Linked DNA regions of Mus musculus: all the other regions are linked to region 3. The links are chromatin contacts, called in public HiChIP or PLAC-seq maps. All regions are on one chromosome and are shown on one strand. Each heading gives the region's core, a stretch centred on a gene start, on an enhancer-like site or on the middle of the called end of the contact. The rest is flanking DNA. Distances are from core to core; before and after follow the strand shown. Region 1 overlaps Cdk14 (cyclin-dependent kinase 14). Region 2 overlaps Cdk14 (cyclin-dependent kinase 14). Region 3 holds the start of Cyp51 (cytochrome P450, family 51).

Region 1 (2,700 bases), core at 180-2,679, 1.1 Mb after region 3:
TTACATATTATCACTAAGGCAGGAATTAAGAACTATCTAAAAGTATGGTGCCCAAGTTACACCTAAACCAGGAGTGGACTTTAACTTGGAAAAGACTGAAGCACACACGAGAAAAATGAGAAAAAATTATAATATAGCAGTTGTCCTGTCTTGTCTTTCCATGTTAGGTACAGATTAGCTCTCAAATTTCTTTTGCACAAATTATTCCACTATGAGGACAATAAGTTCTGCCATATTAATTGCTTTATGAAATAGTACAATTCTTAATATTAGCTAGTTCATTTTCTCAATATTTAATTGGTGATGAGTGAACTCCTACCAGGCAAGCCTTGTTTGTTTTCTAACATTCCTGAACCTGTAGAGAGGGCTGCATGTATTAAACTGGCGCTGATGTTGGTATGTTGGTCTGCAGCTCCTGGCCAAGACAGCAACAGAGCAATTGGAGCAGTCAAATTCAACTCTACTTGGGATCTTTTATATTTATATAAACTATTCAAGTCACAGAAACATTCTGATCAAGAAAGTAACAATAAATTTTATGTATTCCTTTGACATAAAAATTTAGGATGATTTTGGAAAAATTAGCATTATTGAAGTTTCAGTATTTAATATGATATCCTTCATTCTTTAAGCATATCCTTAATCTAAAAGTGTTTTGAACAAAAATTTAAACCTACAAAGAGCAAATAGCAATTTTATATACATAAACAAGCACAATTTGTCATCCAATCTTTTATTTGCTGCTATAATACTGTGTGTACTTCTGTATTTGAAGGAAGATATAATGAGGAAAACATGGGCATGCCGTTTTAATGACTTGATAAACTTTTATACTGCTTTGGGACTTCATGAAGCACATAGGTGAATCTGTAAGTACTGTGAAATATTGTAGATGTTCTGTGTAGAGTTGTGGGTAGAAGCTTTATGTGTCATTGGAGGGCAGTATGTGGCTTTTTATACTTCATAGATGAAATACAGTGCAAAAGCTAACTTAAGGTGACAGTCTGAGACTGTTCAAGCCCTTGGACTTATCCTACAAAGAGTGTTTATTCTTTTTTAGGTTACAAGAAAGTAATTGCATTGATTTGTTTTGTGAATGTGGCTCAAAGGGTGGCCAGCAAGCTTCCCTTAAGGCTGATACTTCCCCTACTGCTGGAGCCTGCCCACATGGCCCTAAGCTACACACACACACACACACACACACACACACACACACACACACACACACACACACACAAAGGCTCACAGATAACAGGACAATTGCCAAGCTTTTGCTGAGTATTTCCTTTAATTCTTTTTCTTGGGTCCTGTTCAAAATGTTAGGGTTTTGGTTTTTTTTTTTTTTTTTTTTTTTAAGTACTACTATCAACTCAATGCTCTTGGGTATACCCAGAGAACTGACTGAGCTGGCAAGTATCCAAAAAATATAAATATCCCATACTCAAGTTTCCTTTTATTTGTCCTTCTGAACTTTTCCCACAATATACTATATAGTGCATTTCTCTCACATGTGCTATTAATTAAGATTTTTTAAAAAACAAATCAAGATAGGAATTATTCAATGGTTTTAAGAAGAGATCCATTGCATTCTAAAATGTCACAAGAATATGAGCAATGCAGAGAAATCTGAATGGTTTACTTTTCTGGTTACTCCACAGGAAGATGGGATCCAATTCTGAGGTGAGGCCAGCATTCTAAGGAGCTGAGTCACCACCAGGCCTCTGTCTCCTCCACATTGACGACTCATAGGACTTTGCCTCAGGTCTGAGCTCTACTGATCTTGATCATTCTAACACTCCTCCCTACAACTCAGTTGATCTTCTGTAAATGATAGGACCAGATTACATGATCCCTTGCGCTCTTCCCAGACCTTACAAACTAGGATTAAACCCTTCAGGGGCAAGATGTCTACCCCTTCAGGTTTAGTATAGCATAGCATGAGCTTAATACCTTTGACCATACAACTCTCACAATGGCCTATCAACTTATGCTCTCCTTACTTGCTGATGCTCCCAAAATGGATGCATTCAATACCTAGTTCTATCTTCCTCTTCCTTAATGCTTCCATATAGGTCCCAAACACAATGGTAATTTAAGAAAATGAAAAGTAACCATAGAAACAAATGTTGATCAGGACAAGACTCCAGTTCACAGCAGAAGAGACTTGTGGTGAACACAGGATAGGCAGTGTTTGCAATTAGAAAATTTCTGAGCAGCCTCCATACCCACTCAGAAGGTAGAACTCCCTCTCAGCAGGCAAACTGGTGGGGTTGGGTGGCAGGGAGAGTATTTCTACTTCAGCTAGCTACTTAGCAACAACTCTCCTCTGTTCATTTCTCAGACCACAACGTATGACTATAACCATGGTTCCTTCCACTCTTAATTCTGAAACAATCGTGGCCCAATTAGTTGCTGCTTAAAATCTATTAACTCACTACCTAGTCTCTGCATTAGCTCCATTTTCATAACAGTAGGGGAACGCAGGTATCTAAGGAGTCTGTTCTTGTTCCATACCACAGCCTCTAAGGTACCAATAGGTCATAGATGAGCATATCTGTCCAGAAAGCTTAATGTAGTTAAGCACGGGAATATAAGTGTACAAGCATGTAATACTTGCAAAGAACAAAAAAGAAAGAAGAGGAAAGGGAATATCACTATTAAAGGCTACAGGATGTCAGAGAAGAGGCAGTGTTTAATGCG
Region 2 (2,700 bases), core at 164-2,663, 1.2 Mb after region 3:
CATTCTTAGCATGGAGTAACAAGGCCAGACAATAACTTCTCACGCTAAGCCCCATGCAATGGCTCACACCTGTAATCCCAGTACCCGAGAGGTAAGGCAGGAGGATGGAGACATTCAAGGACATCCTCAGCTACACAGTGAAGTCAAAGGCAGTCGGAGATACAGAAGACCCTGACTAAAAACAGCCAGAAATTAAACGTTTGTACTTTAGTCGCTAAGTCCAGCAGGCCATTAGTTAAAGCTTAAGGCAAGCCTTGGGAAAACAAATGACTCCCTAGAGCTGTGCTCTTCCCTAAAGCAGCCACTGGCAGCATGCGGTTACCTAAGTGAACTAACGTTAACAGTTCAGTTCTTCAGTCCCAAAAGCCACCTTTTACAGAGTGGACAGTAAGAATTATACAAAAGGGGCACTATTACACAGCACGGGTCTAGAAAATATAAAATGGTCATTGACAGGGATCCAGGACATCTCTGCCACCACGGCTCTAGAGAAGTAAAGATATTCAGATTAACTATCAGGGTTCATACCAGCCCTTAGGCCTTTATTCTAGCTTCAGTTTCTAACATTCTCTACCCAGGGTTGCATAAGAAAATAAAAACATGAAGAAAAGATTGGATTAACAAATTGCATTGAAAACAAACACACACACACACACACACACACCTCTTTGAGCAAGAAACAAAAATAAACTTGCAACCAAAGTCCTGATCATAGTTAATGATCCAGAGTGCTGAGTAAGCTCTCTCAGCATGTAAAACTATGATAGTCTCTTCATTCCACAAAACGAAGTCATTAAGGAAGTGAGATACTGTCATAGGAGCAGTCATCGCTAACAACCGAATGTTTATGGCACTAATCTTTATCAATAAATCTCTTAGAAAACATTTTGAAATACCACTTTCTGTGTGGCGTGACCTGGTTGATGTCAACAGGGGGCTTAAATATCCAAGAGCAACAAAAAATTATCAATTTTTGCCAGTAATTGTCTACAAAATATTTTCCTCATTATTGCTAGTTTTGTTATAAGTATAAAAAACACTTCCTGTTTGTGACTTGGAGTAAGAACAAGGAAGTAGAAAGTTGTTCCTCGCTCTCACTTTCTCTCAGTCACACAGACAGCAGTGCTCACCGAGTGTTCCTGGGAACAGGGCGGGGCCAGCTCAAGAGGCTCCAAGCCCCCACAAACTAAAATGAAAGCACTTGTTGGCTTCGTCCAGCAAGATCCTAGACCACTGTGTATGACATACTGAGCTTCAGATGCCAAAATATTAAGGTCAGACTTATGGTGGAACATTGGATAATAATTTTAAAACTCCCCCATTGCAGCTCCAAAGCTTTCACAGTCAAGCCCTCTGAAGGAAGCAAAGGAGGCCCCAGAAGAAAGGGGTTAGCGTTTGGTTTTCAAGAGGGTACATTTGGTTTGCCTTATTCCAGCTGTCGTATACTAGTAATTATGCCTGCCAAGTTGCAAAGCACTTTCCCCTGAGAGCTGTAAATGTTCTAAAAAGATGGGCTAATCTATGTTTGCAAGACCCCCAAGCAGCATGAGGGGCTTGCTATTCTCTAAAATGCAAAAAAAAAGAGCTGAGGTAACTTCACTAGAATTAAGCCCCTGCAAGTTAGATTTTCAGCTGGGAATGTATGTGTGCTGGCTCACACCACAAGCAACAAACCAGAAGAACTAACAGACCACAGGAACTCCAAGATCTTTCAACATGAGTCAATCTCTCTGAAGAAAGGCTGGCAAAGTCCCAGGATGTCCAACCCCCTGGCAGAATTACTAATGGCCACAGGAAACCATGAAGAATGAATGCCCTTTTGCCTACTCCACAGCAAGCAGGAGCCATATTAGCATCCCAAAGATGTGGTCACACTCCAGATCTGCATGTGAAATGTGTATAGAGCTTTCACTCTGAAATGCATCACTCATGTAAGGTTATGAAGTAGGTAAGTATTTACACTGATTTATATCAGATAATCAGCAAGCATCTCACCTCTAATTCTCAGCTTACACACAAATATGTGATTAATAATGTAAGAGGTCAGCATTTGCCGATGGCTTTGACCAGATCAACAAATTCCATTTACAGGATTAGAAATTGTATTACTCATCTGAAAATCAGTAGTTTGCCCCCAAAATTCTTCTTTCCTCAGGCAGATGAGTGGACTGAAGTACATGCTGTGAAACTCACAAAGAATCAATAAAACGGTTAAGAAGAAAAGAAAAAAGTAAAGTAATGAAAGAAAACATAGGCAGACAAGGTTATCACTAGCAAATGGTTCTGAGAGGGTCAAAGAGTGAGAGAATTGCTGAAGTTCAGGCAAGGAGCAAGTACTGAGAGAAGGGAGGGCGGGCCGCAGAGAGACACAGGGAAAGCTATAGAGAAACAGGTAGGAACTGACAAAGAGGAGCAGAAGAAATAAACATCCAGTGTCCTGCACTTGCCTCTGAGCTCCTAAATTCTTCTCACTGCTCAAATCCGGCTGCAGGATATTAGGTACAGGTGTTTCTTGGTGAAATCCACAGTGTGTCCCACAGTCTGTCCTCTGTCCACACATCTCTACTTGCAAATGTCCATTGCAGTGAGGCATCGGTCTGGTTCGAGATCTCTGCTTCCATGACTTGACACCATTACTAGAGGATCTTCATTAGGACTCCTGCTTATCCTGTTGTTGCCCTGTCTCCTGCGGCTCCTGCA
Region 3 (2,700 bases), core at 199-2,698:
CATAACAAGTTCTACAGCCACCCTGGGATATAATAAATATCTCAGAAATGATGATGATGATAGTGAGCTTTTGAAATGTATCTAATGAAAGTAAGAAATAGTAACTGCCTATCGATCCCTTGGGTTCAGAGATTAGTTTTAAAGCAACTTGGTTGGAACTTAACGCTGGGTTAAGTTTTTACATCCCATTGTCAGTTTCGAAGGGATGGTTTTCAAAGCTACCAAATGTTGATTACAAGGGTATTCATGAACTATATTTGGAAGGCTTGAAATTAGTGGTTTGGTGTAGCGCTAAACTAGAGAAACAGTATTTTAACAGCATCACAGGAAAGCGCTTCCCACACTCTCAAGTCACTTATGAACTGTCTGCAATTTCCCTGACACTGCTATTAATCATCGTTATGCCCAATAGCCCACAGTATACTAAACACACAGGGCAGTATCAAGAGTGATGGCCACCGGGGATGCAGCTACCCTTAACTTGCCATCAAGGCCCTCACAAAGAGCCCAAACACCTCTGACAACCAACAGTAAAGTCAGTACAGTGCTCTGCACTTAAGAGTCATGGATGGCCAAGGCAATCAGACCAGCCAAATCCATCCAGCAAGGCCTCCAGTCTGCACATCCATCACTGACTACAAACGCTGCAAAGTAGGATCCTAGCCAGAAGTTCAAAGCCGCTATCACAGCAGAAACGGCGACGGCCAGCACAGCCCCCGAGTTCAGGTTCCAGCAAGGAGACCAGAAAGACCACCACAACAGCAAAGATCAGGCACGGGCGTCTGCAGCCGCCACCCCAGCCTCCCGCGCGCCCGCCACCGCTAGCGCCCCCCGAGCCCGCCCGCTTAGCCGGGGCACAGACTGAGGACCCCGAGGTGCACGTACCGCTCCAGCGGGCAGCTGGACCATGTGGCCCACGGCGAGACGGAACAGGTAGACGAGGCTGAGAGTGAAGGCGCAGGCGATGAGCAGCGTGGAAAGCAAGTTGCCTCCTGTCACCTGCTCCATCGCCTGTCCGAGCACCCAGCCGCCTGACTGCAGCAAGCCCAGAAGTACCATCCCGACCGTCGCTTCGATCCGCCCGGTAGGCTGGGGGCCGAGGTCGCACACCGCTTCTCGGAAAAGATGGAGCAGGAGAAGCCGGCAGATAGAAGTCGGGAGGCGGCCCCGGCCTGATGGCTTAGTCTGGCCCGGGCCCTTCACACGCCCACAGACAGCTCGCGCGCCACCAGGACGTCACAGACGGGGCGGGGCTTCTGGTGGCCACGCCTCCGTCTAGGTGCGGGGATTCTTGCGCCACCGAGGGGACCTGAGGAAGCAGGCTCTACCGTGGCACTTGGACTCGGTGAAGAAAGTGATGGCTGCACAAATGATCGCGCCCCGAGAACCGCAGACCACGAGGTCCCGCGTGCTTAACGAGCACGGCCCCGGCAGCGGGCACGGACGAGCCTGGCGGAGGGATCTCAGGACCAGATTGGTGGCGGACAGCGGCAGAGGCGAAGGCGCTCTGTGATTGCACCACGCGCTGCTGAGGTGATCTCGGCCTATGTGGCGTCAGCAGAGCTGGCGGCCCGGGCACCGCCCCCTCCGTGGGGCGCCCGCCTCTGCGGCTATTCGCGGAGATGTCACCTCTGGGCTTTGTGAGACCAGCCCTTCGTGAGCCCTGCACCACGAATCTTGGAAAAAAAAAAAAAACACTCCTGCAGATGCAACCTGGAGGGTGAGACCATCGGATCACCCGTACAATCTGCTTGACAGGTTGTTCGTGTAGGGCCACATTGCTAGCAAGTGATAGTTGTTTGGTGTGCTGCTGTACCAAGACAAGTCTTTTAAAATAAATACAGGCCATAAAGTAAACTGAGGCAGATGTCCCCAAACTCCTGTTCTGATAGCTGGATCTGAAGCAGGAGTTACCCTGATCTCACTACAAATAAAGCACCTCTGATGACATGTTTCCAAATTAACCCTCCTTCCAGATCTTTGGCAGGTACATTTATTTATTTAACCAGGGTTAAGAGCTAGATTTTTTGCTAAGTTTGGAGATGATTGTGCAGTGATTGGCAAAACTGCAAGCACCTCCAGGAATGAGTAAGATGGTCCAGCCACCGTCTAGATAATTCCACCTAGAGAGCTCACATTTTATCGTAGTCAGTCAGTGAAGCCCACTCATTACCTCTTCCCTAGGGTGACTGCCACCTGCCTATGTAGGAAGTGCCTAGTAGGAAGTCTATATAGGATGGACACTGCTGTATACCAATATCCTCCTGCCTCAGATCAGTCACAAAATCTTGTAACACTCCATTTTTATTGTCACTGCTGTAGGTAAGAGCCTCTTTATTTCTGGCAGTAGTATCTACAACAGGAATTTTGCTCACTCATTTCTAAGCCTGTCTTGTGTGCTACGTCTTGACTTACTGGAGTGACTTCAGGCCATTGTTGAACTTGAAAATTGCTAGGGGAAAGACCAGTTCCACAATTATCCAATTAAAGAAAGCTTTATTTAATACTGGCCAGGAAGATGGACACTGGCCAGGTCCATACCCATGATTCCCAAAGAATGGCCTCAAGCTACATTAGACAGGTGCCTGTAGAGGCCAAGCCCACAAAGCTATGGTGCTTCCAGCCTTAGTCCACTGGGGACAAGCATCCTTCCAGTCAATGCATCTCCTGCCTGTGTATCATCAAGCACCTCCTGTGCAG

What was found. HiChIP or PLAC-seq counts read pairs in DNA pulled down with a chosen protein or histone mark.
Region 1: a contact with region 3 is called in an HNF4G HiChIP or PLAC-seq map of pancreatic cancer cells. The contact joins the enhancer-like site here to the promoter of Cyp51 in region 3. A contact is called at or near these places in 5 of 39 promoter capture datasets (the 3T3-L1 cell line, 3T3-L1-derived adipocytes, hippocampal neurons and 1 more) and 2 of 115 datasets of contacts at active chromatin or transcription factors (pancreatic cancer cells and stem cell-derived neural progenitor cells).
Region 2: a contact with region 3 is called in an H3K4me3 HiChIP or PLAC-seq map of embryonic limb bud, with 5 times the contacts expected there. The contact joins the enhancer-like site here to the promoter of Cyp51 in region 3. A contact is called at or near these places in 3 of 39 promoter capture datasets (the 3T3-L1 cell line, frontonasal cranial neural crest and stem cell-derived epiblast-like cells) and 2 of 115 datasets of contacts at active chromatin or transcription factors (embryonic limb bud and embryonic stem cells).

The regions. Positions count from the first base shown.
Region 1 is chr5:5,179,217-5,181,916 of GRCm38.p6, forward strand. All of the region lies in intron 5 of Cdk14 (cyclin-dependent kinase 14), which reads right to left. Among named protein-coding and RNA genes, the nearest start is that of Gm30151, 190 kb to the right of the region's middle. Within about 2 kb of position 1,430, at least 80 of the 459 cell types and tissues checked have an H3K27ac peak or open chromatin away from gene starts, as enhancers often do. A contact at or near this core is called in pancreatic cancer cells, where this site is marked.
Region 2 is chr5:5,319,233-5,321,932 of GRCm38.p6, forward strand. The region is part of intron 2 of Cdk14 (cyclin-dependent kinase 14); the gene reads right to left. Among named protein-coding and RNA genes, the nearest start is that of Gm30151, 50 kb to the right of the region's middle. Within about 2 kb of position 1,414, at least 123 of the 459 cell types and tissues checked have an H3K27ac peak or open chromatin away from gene starts, as enhancers often do.
Region 3 is chr5:4,103,249-4,105,948 of GRCm38.p6, forward strand. It overlaps Cyp51 (cytochrome P450, family 51), which reads right to left and starts at 1,449. Exons shown (of 10, transcript NM_020010.2): 1 at 886-1,449. The coding sequence starts at 1,059.